Regions from separate parts of the Mus musculus genome. Here all the other regions are linked to region 3. The links are chromatin contacts, called in public Hi-C and promoter capture Hi-C maps. All regions are on one chromosome and are shown on one strand. The core of a region is the stretch at or near the end of the contact, and the rest is flanking DNA. Distances in the headings are between cores, read along the strand shown. Region 1 holds the start of Ap1m1 (adaptor-related protein complex AP-1, mu subunit 1). Region 2 holds the start of 1700030K09Rik (RIKEN cDNA 1700030K09 gene). Region 3 holds the start of Rab3a (RAB3A, member RAS oncogene family).

Region 1 (4,219 bases), core at 383-2,882, 1.5 Mb after region 3:
TAGTTCTGTTTACTAATCTGCCTTATTCTGTTGTTGTTCCCATGTTAAAGATAGAGTAAATGCAGTATTCTCCACATAGAGATATAGACTTCTGAAATTCTAAGATTAGAATTACTTACAAGAAGAAGTGGGGAATGAAGAATGAAAAATTACTGGCCTCTTGTAAGAACATGAATTTTTTACCTCGGAGCCCACCCCCTCCCATCTAGAGATTGTTCTCGGAACACTCCTAAACTTTTCACCCCAAAACTCCTCACCCTAAAGTTCGAAAAAACTGTTCCAAGAACATTTTTGAGATAAAGGCCTCCTGACGTAGATTCCTTGATAGGACATGACTCCTTAGTTACCTAGATTCCTTTGGCAGAACTCCCTAGTGATGTAAACTTGTACTTTTCCTGCCCAGTTCTCCCCCTTTGAGTTTTACTATATAAGCCTGTGAAAAATTTTGGCTGACTGTCGAGACTCCTCTACCCTGTGCTAAGGTGTATGAGTTTCGACCCCAGAGCTCTGTGTGCTTTCATGTTGCTGCTTTATTTCGACCCCAGAGCTCTGGTCTGTGTGCTTTCATGTCGCTGCTTTATTAAATCTTACCTTCTACATTTTATGTATGGTCTCAGTGTCTTCTTGGGTACGCGGCTGTCCCGGGACTTAAGTGTCTGAGTAAGGGTCTCCCTTCGGGAATCTTTCACTATGTGTCACACAAGTAAAAAACCACACAAAGTAAAAAACAAAAAAAAGCCCTTGGGGCGGGGAGGAGTGTTGATGGGCTCCTTTGATCTCTCGGTGGCAGAAAGGTGGTTAAGAATGGCAGAATTTGCCGGGCGGTGGTGGCGCACGCCTTTAATCCCAGCACTTGGGAAGCAGAGGCAGGTTTATTTCTGAGTTCAAGGCCAGCCTGGTCTACAAAGTGAGTTCCAGGACAGCCAGGACTATACAGAGAAACCCTGTCTCGAAAAAAGAAGAATGGCAGAATTAAAATTTAATCAGCCTTACTTTGGTTTTGTTTTTTTGAGACAGGGTTTCTCTGTATAGTCCTGGCTGTCCTGGAATTCACTTTGTAGACCAAGCTGGCCTCGAACTCAGAAATCCGCCTGTCTCTGCTTCCAGAGTGCTGGGATTAAAGGCGTGCGCTAGCTACCACGCCCGGCTCAGCCTTACTGTGAATTAGGCACAGGCTAAGTTACACACGTGCTACCCTGGGTTCACTGGGGCAAGACGGGTGAAGCCCAGTCAGTTGAGAGGTTGACAGTGACAAGTGATTGCTGATAAGGCTGGATTGCCATTGGGAGACTGACTTCCTTTAAGCGCCACCTAACGGCGAGTCACAGTCAGTGACGGGATATTAGTTTACTTGACTTCTGCAGAAAGCAAGGCTGTCTCGAAAAAACAAAAAAAGAAAAAGAAAAAAAAAGGCTCAACTCCAAATCGGTTCCGCTTTCAGCGTCTTCTCACAGCAACAGGCTTGGAAGCGTCCACCTTCATTCCACAGCTAGTCCTTCAGGTACAAGGAGTAATGACAAAGCTGCCCCGCCCTGGTCCTCCAGGCCCCGCTCTTCAGGAAGGCCACGCCCCCTGACTTCCGGCCCGTTTGAGCTATGGGTGAAAAATACTGCCAAAAAGTTCCTACTGCGCTTGCACTCAGTTACGCGCCTGCGCACTTGCGGCTCCCTTCAGACCGGACATAACGGTCCACGCGCTGCTTCATGGACCGGAAGTGGAGGGGAAGTGTCTCGGGGCGCGCCGGGCCTTGCTGAACGCCCGCAGTTCCTGCCGTTGCCGCCGCCCTCGGCTACTGCCGAGACCTTCCAAAGCCGCCATGTCCGCCAGCGCCGTCTACGTACTGGATCTGAAGGGCAAGGTACTGAAGGGTTCGCCACCCTCCGCGTTGCCAGGCAACCAACGGGCCCTCGCCCTGTCAGGACCCACCCTGTTGCTAGGCAACTGGCCGACCAGCCCAGCTAGGGCGTCAGGCAGGCGGGGCAGCCTCACTTGCCAGCCCTACCAAGTTACTAGGAAATGGGCGGTGGTCTTTCCGCGAGTCCCGCCCCATTGCTAGCCAACTTGGTGGGCTGCGGTTGCTAGGTAACTGTCCGCTTTGCCCCTTTCCCTTTTTGTTCGCCTGGGTACCGGACTCTAGCTTCTCCTGCGAACTCCTGTAGCAGGACCCTGCGCCCCGGGGACCGTGCGACCCTTGGCCAGAGGCGTGGCGGGAACTATGGCCTTAGGTCGGTCCCTCGCTCCACAGGCTTCAGCGTTCCCTAGAGCCACTGAGCTTCCTATGACATTAAGAGAAGCGGATGATAAAAGTGTGGTTTTAAGAAGGGCGTGGTGGCGCACGCCTTTAATCCCAGCACTCGGGAGGCAGTCAGGCGGATTTCTGAGTTCGAGGCCAGCCTGGTCTACAAAGTGAGTTCCAGGACAGACAGGGCTATACAGAGAAACCCTGCCTCGAAAAACAAAAACAAACAAAAGTGTGGTTTTAGAGGGGGAAACAGTGCCTAGAGTCACACTGATTACTGGGAAGTAGCGGCCTGGAAGCATCCTCGCCAGGCAGGTGCTAAGCCCAGGGCCACCGTGGGTTAGCCTAATCTGTCATAGCTCAACTTAGTCACTTGGAAAAAACAGAAATAGATGAATACCTATTGGGGCCATGTCTTCATAATGGACTAGCAGCTGCAACTGAAGAATCAGGGAGAGCTATCCTGACTGGGAATAACAAAGACTGCTGAGACATGAAGGCCCTGCACAGAAACAGGACCCTGGCATCTTGCCCAGCGTTATCTGAGAAAGAAATCTTCATTTGTGTGTTTCTGCGGGTGTGTGGAGGAAGGAGACCCCTGCTACTCTTACATGGGCTCTTGTTATCGAACTCGGGTCACTAGACTGATTGAGCTAGGCTGCCTGAACCGTTAAAACGCATGGATCTGCCTGTCTGTACTTCCCAGCAGAATCTGACTTTTTCCCTCTCTTGGTTTTATGAGACAAGTTTTCTCTGTGTAGCTCTGGCTGTCCTGGAACTCACTCTGTAGACCAGGCTGGCCTTGAATTTAGAGACTGACCTGCCTCTGCCTCCCAGGTGCTGGGATTAAGGTATTTGCCACCACCACCTGGTAAGCACCTGGCTGTTACCTGGGATTTGGGTATAGAGTTCAGGTCGGATATTTGGAAAATACAGACTGAGCTGTCTCCCTAGCATAATGGATGGTTTTGTGGTGCTGAGGATAGAGCCTAGAACAACAAGCTCTCTGTCAGGCAGCCACAGTGTACTCTATGCAAAAGCCTCTTCCAGGAAGGCACATTTAGCCTTAAGAAAGGCACTGTCTGTCGCTCTACCTCAGGCTGTCAGAGTGGAAGGCAAGTGGCCAGCCTCTTATGTTTGGAAGCTACCAGAACAGGTCCAGCCACAGTAAACAAGTCCAACATTTAGCAGTGAAAGAACATTGATGTCCAGTCTACATGGAAGAGCTAGAGCTTAGAAGAGCCCCACCCTCCACGTTTTCCTTAGTCCCTTGAGTGTGTACCTGCCTTGTATGTCACCCAAGATCGACAACTGGTGAGTTCCAGACCTGGGCCTCCTCCACAGCCTTCTGGGAAGCTGGGTAGGGGCAGTGTTCCCTAGGTCTCATGACATATGCTCTGCCTTCCAACCTGGCCTAGAGGTACAGTGGGCTGCCTGTCGTGGCTTGCTTGTTCCTTTAGCAAACATCTCATTGGCACAAGCAAGTACCCATCCTGGGCTGAAGCTGTAGAGCCATATTTACATGTGGATTCAGCCAATCTCCGCAGCTGAGCTGTATGATCATAGACAAGCACCTTGGCTCAGCACCTTGGGCAGTCTGAGCCTTGCTTTCCTAATGGATCTGAAGAGCCTTATCTGAGTTATTGAGTATAGATGTGAGACAAGCCTGGCCCTAGCAAGGTCAACAGAGCATAGTATTTGGGCTCCACAGGCCTCTTGACCTAGCAGAACACTTGGACCAGCAACTGAATAGCTATTTGCCTTCTGTTTGGCATTTAGAGAAGGTTATGAAAGACATCCAAGCAGAGCAGGCACCTGATGTGGTTCTGAGAAGGTGACAGATGTCCCAGTTGGCATGCCGGGTGTAAGTCAGCCCATAGACTGGTGCTGGGACTTTGGGGATGCAATGGGAGGAAGCTCCAGGGCCACTGCAGTTCCAGGCAGGAGTCCCCAGGTTGGGATGTGGTCAGACCTGTCTCT
Region 2 (4,053 bases), core at 551-3,050, 1.7 Mb after region 3:
AGCTGTGAACCAACCAAGTATGTGGCTGACTGGGGCAGGAGGACCTGGAGTTCAAGGCCAACCTGGACTTCATAAAGAGAACCCGTCTCAGATAAACGAACTCTTTTTTTTTTTCTTCCAGACAAATTCTCAAGTATCCTGCATTGACCTTGAACTTGCAATATAGGTAAAAAATGACTTCAGCCTTTTAAATTCTCTTGCCACTTCTCGAGTGTGCACTACAACCCGTTTAGGCTGTACTGGAGCTGGGATTCAGGACTTCATAGATGTTAGACATACATATTTATTAGCCAGTTTTGTTGGTGTATGCTTTTAATCCCAGCATTCAAGAGGCAGAGGAAGGGGCAGGTGGATTTAAGAGTTTCTAGACATTCAGAGATACATAGAGACCCTGGCTCAAAACAAACAAAACTAAAAACCTAAAGAAAATACAATTTAATTATTTATTTATTCGTTCATTTTGTGGGGTTGGGGCATGTGCCAAGGTTAGAGAACAACTTGTGGGCATAGGTTCTCTCCTTCCACCCTGTAGGTTCTGGGGATCAAACTCAGGTTACCAAGCTTGGCCACAGGCCAATCTAGCTGGCCCCACTTTTCATTTTGATTTCCCCTCTTTTTGTTTTGTGCCAAGACCTGGCTGTATCTTAGGGTGGGCCAGAGCTCACTCTATAGCTAGGCTGGTCTTGAACTTGTGATTTTCCTGCCTCATGAAGACCCTGGAGTGCTAGGATTCTAGGTTGTGCTACAGCATGGTTCCAATTTTCATGAAGTGAGATGATCTTGGGCAACTACTGAAAAATGCCAACACAGTCATTCCTGTTGACTCCAGTTGTCATTCCAGCACTTTCTGAGCACCTCCACTGTCATTCCAATCCACACTCAAGGTGCATACTGCCTCCAACATACATAGATGTGGAAAAAGTAACCAGCACTTGGGAGGCTGAGAGTTAGAGCCATCTAGGGCTACATGAGACTGCTCAAAGACTAAACCAAAACACACTTCGGTCAATTTTTTTTTTTTTTTCTTTTTCCAAGACAGGGTTTCTGTGTAGCCCTGGCTGTCCTGTAACTCACTCTGTAGACCAGGCTGGCTTCGAACTCAGAAATCCACCTGCTTCTGCCTCCTGAGTGCTGGGATTAAAGGCGTACGCCACCACCGCCCGGCTACTCTGGTCAATCGTAAAGGAATGTAAACCCAAACAGGGTATTGCAGAGCCTGCATGTGCCTCAGTGTCCTGGCTTGAACGGTGGGTGCGTTGTCAGGGTGCCATGAGGTTTCTAACTCTACTCTATTTGCTCCCGATTCTACACTAACCTTTGTCTTTCTCTTTATGCCCATAGAACTTCCCCGATGAGACTCTGAAGTGCCCAAACTGGGAGTCATTGGTGGACTGCACCCAGCGGTTCCTCCAGCGCTCTGTGGGGAGACAGGAGGGTTAGTGGTGCAAAGCGCACGGGTCCATATCATAGATGGTGGACACAGGCCACCAGCCACCACGGCAATCGCCTTCACCTCCGTCTAGAAACTCCTCCTGGAAGTACACAGTGGCTAGTGCCACGCGCAGCACACAGATGGCCCAGAGCAATGCACGAGCCGAGACCATAGCTGCACGTGCGACTTCAACTCTCTGCTCTCAGGCGTCCGTACCGCTTGACGGGCGCAACTCAGAAACTACAACTCCCGGCATGCCTTGGGATTATGACCTGGGGACGCTAATGGGTGCGCTGAAATTACTGGTCCCGTGACGCCCGGGATTGTGACCTGAGTTGCTCATTGGTGGGTGGAGCGCGGTGGCCGACGGGAAATGTAGTCTCTAGTTGCTCTGGCGCTGTCTCCTGAGGCAACCGCACACTGGGGCCTATACTTTGAGGCTGAAGCCTAGCGGGAAGAAGCCAACGCAGCTACTCAGGTGACCTCACAGTGATCAAGTGGGTTGGCAAGGGGCTTCAGGAAAACGGGCGGCATACCCACACCAGAGGTTCCTCATCTGGAGAGCGATGGGGCATGATCCCTTAGGGCTTGCAAACAATAGCGAGGAAACTGAGTATAGGCAGTGTTATTAGCATGGAGAAGAACTCCAGGTGCTGTGTGATATGGGTCCTCTCAGTTGTGTATCCTGGTTACAGGTTCCAGAGCAGGTACAGATATAGGTACGAATCTGGACGCCTGTCCTCAAATCTCTCTGAGATTCTTTGGTTTTTTTTTTTTTTTTTTTTTTTTAGATTTATTTATTTATTATATGTAAGTACACTGTAGCTGTCTTTCAGACACTCCAGAAGAGGGCATCAGATTTCGTTATGGATGGTTGTGAGCCACCATGTGGTTGCTGGGATTTGAACTCGGGACCTTCAGAAGAGCAGTCGGCGCTCTTAACCACTGAGCCATCTCACCAGCCCCGATTCTTTGGTTTTGAGCTCACTCAACCTTACCAGTTCTTATGCCTGTCCCACACGCCCTACAGCTTATTAAAAGAAATACTTTTATCTGGGTGGTGGTGGCATACACCTTTGATCACAGCACTTGGGAGGCAGGCCTGATCTAAGGAGCTCCCAGGAAAACCAGAGCTATACAGGGAAACCTTATCTTGAAAAAAATAAAAACAAAACAAAAAGTATACTTATACAGTGAAGTACTTTTAAAGGCTGAAAACACAATCTTTATTTTCCTAGAATGGCTTCCACAAGAAGACCCTTTGGCCCTCCACGTAGTGGTTTTGACTTAAGGGATATGTTCTTAGATAGCTCGAGGATGGAAGAGATCAGAAACTTACAAGCCCGAAGTCTTGGCCAAGTGACACCTGGGCAGAGCAGAATCTTAAAGAGAAACCAAACGATGGACGAGAAATATTTGATGCCCAAAGAGGAGGCCATGGCAGGGAGGGGGGTGAGTCTGGGCTTGAGGCCTCCCACCATCTCCTCCAAGACCAGAGCCAGTGAGGCCCTTAGGAAACTGGCCCAGATTGAAACCAAGATCCTGAATCGGAAGCAGGTGCCCATGGCTTGGTCTGATGTGGAGTCTGACTCCACATCCATCGAGCAGAGTCTTCCTAAGAGGACAGGTGCAGCTTCTGTTTCTTCCCAGTACCCACACAGAACTTTCCAGAAACAAGTGAACAAAACATGTGTGTCAAAGAGCGATGGGCCGAGTGGTAACGGTAGCAGGTTTCTGAAGAAGAAGGAGCTGCCCACTGAAGCGAGGTCCCCAGGGCTGGCAGTGGGGACAGGGAAGCAAGCTCTGCTGCCCACAAAGAAAGAATCTGCCAGTGACGAGGAGGAGGAAATGCTACTGCTTAGAAGCTTGATGGAATCTTCTAGAGAAAAAGAAGCAAATAGAAACCAGGAGCTCCCTGGCTCCAGTGTCAGCAGGAGCAACCTTGGAAAGGTGTTCTTGGTAACGTATTCTTTTGTTGGTTTCAAATTTTACTTTTTTTGGGGGGGTGGGGGGCAGGTTCTGGTAACAGAGCCTAGGGCTTGCTTTGTACCAAACAGCTCCTTAGCTAGTGAGCTATACCTCAGACCCCCCCCCCCCGTACATATGTCTCTGTGTGTATACCCCACATATGCACACCTGCCTGCAAATATAGAAGAGGGCATCGATCCCCTGGAGCTAGAGTTAGAGGGGTTGTGAGACACCTGGTAATGGGTGCTGGGAACTAAAGTCAGGTCCCTTTCGGGAAAGAGCAGCAAATGCTTTGTCTTGTTAGTTTAATTTGAGGTCTCAATTGAAGGACTGCTCACATTAGAGGAACTGTCTTGATTGTTTATTGATTGTGAACTGGTGATGCCTTGTGGGCTTGGGTTGTGTGAGAAGCTGACTTGAGTGCGAGCCTGTGGGAACAAGCTGCTGTTGTGTGACACCATTGCCAGGGAGATGTGAAGAGATATCTCCTTGCCTCACATAGGGAACCAGTGACAAACGAAAGCACAACAAGCTAAGAACAAATTGGAGAACCAATCAGTTTATTGGGATTACTTACAGGAGTAAAAATGGCTAACGCCGGGCGTGGTGGCGCACGCCTTTAATCCCAGCACTCGGGAGGCAGAGGCAGGAGG
Region 3 (3,988 bases), core at 401-2,900:
TACTGAGCTACCAGCACAGTTCTCCTGGAGCCCTTGCTTGGTGGTGGAAGCAAATGGGTTCCTCCCCTAACCTTATCCCTTCGGAATAAATCCAAATCAGGCTCCAGTGTCCCAGGCTCCTCCTGCACCCTTTCTGTCCTCAAACCCGGTCCCGGTCCCCACAGTAGCCTCCGCGTGGGCCCGGAGCTCGCTAAGTAACAAACTGATGGTCACTTTGTGTCTCTGCATGAAGTGCAGGGGAAGCAGGAAATAAGCTTCCTCCAGCGGCCCCGGATTGGGCGGGGCTCCAGGCTCCTCGCGGGGGTGGACGAGCATCCAGGCGACAAGTTATTCTGGTCCATTGGCGCCTCCGCAGCTGGCGGGGAGGTCTATAAACAGGGCCAGGACACGTTCCCAGTTCTGCTTCCTGTGGGAATGGAAGCGATGGGGACCCTGCCCGGCCGCACGGAGAGGAAGAATAGGATAGACCCCAGATTCCCACCTTGACAGGCAGATTTGCAGGAATGAGTCGTGTGTATCATAGCGGCTTGGAAGTCTGCATTTCTGCGCCCACCTTCCTGAGACACAGGGTTACCCGGGTCCCAGTGTCCATATCGTAAAGGGCGTTGGGCAGCTACTCTTGAATCTTCTCTGCTTCCTTGGTCTTTCATTACAATTTTGGAAGACTTATGGGTCAGGATACTTCTGAGCCCTAAGTGCGCAAGGAAGCAAGGGGTTCTCTGGGGACTCATCAGACCCTTTTCTCTTTGCACAGACCGGATTTTCTCCTTTATTTCTTTGAGGCAGGGTTTTATGTGGATCAAGCTGACTTTAAGACACTATGTAACTGAGGATCACCTTGGACTTCTGCTTCTCCCCTCCTTCCCTTCTCCTCCCAGTGCAGAGAACAGGAGCCTGGATCAACCCAGGTCTTTGTGATGCAGGTTCCCCACCAAACTGAGAATTATCCTCAGCCCATCAAAAAACAGTTCTTTCTTTCTTTCTTTTTTTAAAAATTATTTATTTATTTGCTTGTTTATTTTGTTTTTTGAGACAAAGTTTCTCTTCATAGTCCTGCTGTCCTGGAACTCACGTTGTAGACCAGGCTGGCCTCGAACTCACAGAGATCTGCCTCCATCTCCCTTCTGAGTGCTGGGACTAAAAATTCTGTGTGGTCTTTAATGAGTTTTTTGAGCCCTAAAATGTAATCAAGATGTATGCCTGCCAATCCAACACTTGTGAGGTGCAGGCGGGAGGATCAAGAGTTCAAGATCAGCCTCTGCTACTTGGCAAGTTCGAGACCAGCTTGTTACTTGAGACCATTTCTCAAAACAAAACCTAAACTCCTGAGTGCTTCACGTCTCAAAAGCAAGGACTTCTAACCACAAGTTTCCAACCAGAGCTAGGTCCTGGCCTCAGCCTCTCCGCCCTTCAAACACCTAGCAGTCACCATTGGGCCTCTAAAGACGTAGGAATCGCTGATTTGATATTCGGTCCGTCGCTCGAGAGCATCAGCCAATGGAAACTTCATGCCTCCCTAGAGCCCCGTCTTCCAGTGGCTTACCAGGCCCTGCCCCTCTTCTGCCGGCGCAGGCCAGTGTGGTCCCGCGGCTGTCGATGCAGTCCCTCCCCTAACGTCACAGCTTCGTTTGCATAGAAAGCCCCGCCCCTGGCTTTGCAGGACGTCAGCTAGGACTGCAGGGGCCTGAGCCTCCTCCGCTGCCGCCTGCAGCCCCCGCCGCCGCCTGCATCCCCCGCATCCTCTTCTGGGGCCCGGTCGCCAGCGCAGTCGCCACGGTCGCCGTCGCCAGCGTTGTCTCAGCTTAGAGAGGGTAAGGGTGAGCGCAACCCAGGTCCACACACTGAGGAGCCCGCGTTTCACTGACAGCTGGGGGATCAAGGGGAGCGCAACTCGGGTGTAGTGGCTATGGGTCTCGCATTTGGCATTCTTGGTCCCGCATCCCGCACCCCTCGCCCTTAACCTGGCACCTGGGGCCCGGGCTCTGCGACAGAGGGGGAGGGGAAAGCCAGGCCTTGCGGGAGGCTTGTGCGTGCTCGTGCTCGTGGGGTGAACACGCGTGTGCGCGCCCGCTGGGCATGGAGAGGCTCGAGTGACCGCAGGACGCGCAGCGTGCACACTTGTGATACGTTGTGCGTGCATGGTCCGCGTGCGCGGTGCGCGTGGATCTTAGTTCAAGTATGTGCTCACACGCGTGTGGAGCCATGCGCGTGTGTGGTGTGTCCTCCCGGATGGCCAGGTACAGTCGTGCATTGGTGCAGGGAGCTGTGCTCACACATGGGCTTGCACACACCATACATGTCTGCTTGTTTCGCCTGTTAGCACCACTCTTGCATGCAGGGCAGGTGTTTGGGTCTGCCTGCCCTAGATGCTTCATTGTGCTTGTGTGTGTGTGTGTGTGTGTATGCGTGCGCGCTCTTGTGCTCGCGATTTTGTGTGTGTGAGCCTACGTTCATCCTGTCTTCGTCACGTGATGTGGCTATCTCAGGGCCCCAGTTCTTGCAGGAGAAAAATAAGGATGAGCGAGAACTGGGGATCCTCCTGTATTCATGTTCCGGTGTGGGTCTCTGTGAGAGACTGATGGGAAGGCAGAGGAGGCTCAGTCTTCCCTCAGGGTACAGGGGAATCTGAGGTTCACAGCCTGCTTAAAACCTTGGTGCTGTCAAGGTCACAGCTCTGCCTTATGTTGGTTGGGGGGGTTGAGCATGTGACATTGGGGGGTATCCTCACCTACCCCTGTGCCGTGCCCACCCTGTGCGTGGTCCTGATGCTCCCCTCAGGCCCTCTGTGCCACGCCTCCCGCAGATGGCTTCCGCCACAGACTCTCGCTATGGGCAGAAGGAGTCCTCAGACCAGAACTTCGACTATATGTTCAAGATCCTGATCATTGGGAACAGCAGCGTGGGCAAAACCTCGTTCCTCTTCCGCTACGCAGATGACTCCTTCACTCCAGCCTTTGTCAGCACCGTTGGCATAGACTTCAAGGTCAAAACCATCTACCGCAACGACAAGAGGATCAAGCTGCAGATCTGGGTGTGTAGGGCTGGAGGGGAGATGTCTTCCTGCCAACCCCCACAAAAGGAAGCTGAGGCTAGCCATCGGCTGGCGCTGGGATTTAAGGCCTGCATCTCCATCCCAGTATGAGCTTCCCGTTTTCCTAAGTCCCGAGCATCCCCACTCATCTTCTAGCATAGTGTGGCACAGGGCATTCAGGCAGCACCCAGTACATGTTTGTTGAGTGACTAAGTGGCCTTGCAGTGACCCATTTGGGTCACTGTCTGCTTTTCCTGACCCACTGTCCCCGGGCCTCAAAGTGGTTGCTGGACAACCTTGGAGCACGTTTTTCTCTCGGGGGCTGCTGCGAGGTCCCTTCTGACCTATCCCTCTTTTCCCCAGGACACAGCAGGGCAAGAGCGGTACCGCACCATCACCACAGCCTATTACCGAGGCGCCATGGGCTTCATCCTAATGTATGACATCACCAATGAGGAGTCATTTAATGCAGTGCAGGACTGGTGAGCAGCCCACCTACTCAGAAAACACAAGGCTGGGATTGGAGGTGACTTAGCTAAGCTTAGCTAAGCTTAGTTGGTAGGGTGCCTGCTTGGCCAGGACAAAGCCTTGGGTTCGTCCCCAGCATGGCCAAAAGACAACCAAGAGTAGGCCTCTGGTGGGACAAGCCATGTGGCTGTTCCCAAGGCTTGAGGTTGTGGAAGCACACAAGGTAACCAGTGAGTAGACAAGGAACCTCCCACTGATCTCTACCCAGGTAGCCCAGGCAGGAGAACCACGTTAGCTCACTTGTCTGAGGTCAAGTGATTCTCTGGCCAAGCGCTTACCTCAAATGTATGAGAACCTGGATTCCAGCCACAGCACCAAAAATTAACTCCCCCAGGTCTTGACATTTGGTGTAGTGGACACCGGCCCATCTTCCCAGCTTTGGGAAGATGGAGAGGTCTGAGTGAGATAGGCTGGACTCAGTTACCAAGG

Evidence for each region. Promoter capture Hi-C pulls out the DNA fragments that hold promoters and counts their contacts. A called contact is a pair of places that touch in the nucleus more often than the background predicts.
Region 1: a Hi-C map of B cells shows a contact between it and region 3, with 5 read pairs. The contact joins the promoter of Ap1m1 here to the promoter of Rab3a in region 3. A contact is called at or near these places in 2 of 39 promoter capture datasets (liver and pre-B cells) and 1 of 484 Hi-C or Micro-C datasets (B cells).
Region 2: a promoter capture Hi-C map of pre-B cells shows a contact between it and region 3, with 4 times the contacts expected there. The contact joins the promoter of 1700030K09Rik here to the promoter of Rab3a in region 3. A contact is called at or near these places in 2 of 39 promoter capture datasets (liver and pre-B cells).

The regions. Positions count from the first base shown.
Region 1 is chr8:72,238,386-72,242,604 of GRCm38.p6, forward strand. It overlaps Ap1m1 (adaptor-related protein complex AP-1, mu subunit 1), which reads left to right and starts at 1,633. Exons shown (of 12, transcript NM_007456.5): 1 at 1,633-1,858. The coding sequence starts at 1,817. It overlaps Gm51536 (a long non-coding RNA gene), which reads left to right and starts at 3,560. Exons shown (of 2, transcript XR_003947404.1): 1 at 3,560-4,103.
Region 2 is chr8:72,442,080-72,446,132 of GRCm38.p6, forward strand. It overlaps 1700030K09Rik (RIKEN cDNA 1700030K09 gene), which reads left to right and starts at 1,801. Exons shown (of 8, transcript NM_028170.2): 1 at 1,801-1,910; 2 at 2,671-3,391. The coding sequence starts at 2,672. It overlaps Calr3 (calreticulin 3), which reads right to left and starts at 1,699. Exons shown (of 9, transcript NM_028500.3): 1 at 1,514-1,699; 2 at 1,316-1,417. The coding sequence starts at 1,604.
Region 3 is chr8:70,753,053-70,757,040 of GRCm38.p6, forward strand. It overlaps Rab3a (RAB3A, member RAS oncogene family), which reads left to right and starts at 1,651. Exons shown (of 5, transcript NM_009001.7): 1 at 1,651-1,811; 2 at 2,804-3,031; 3 at 3,395-3,513. The coding sequence starts at 2,804.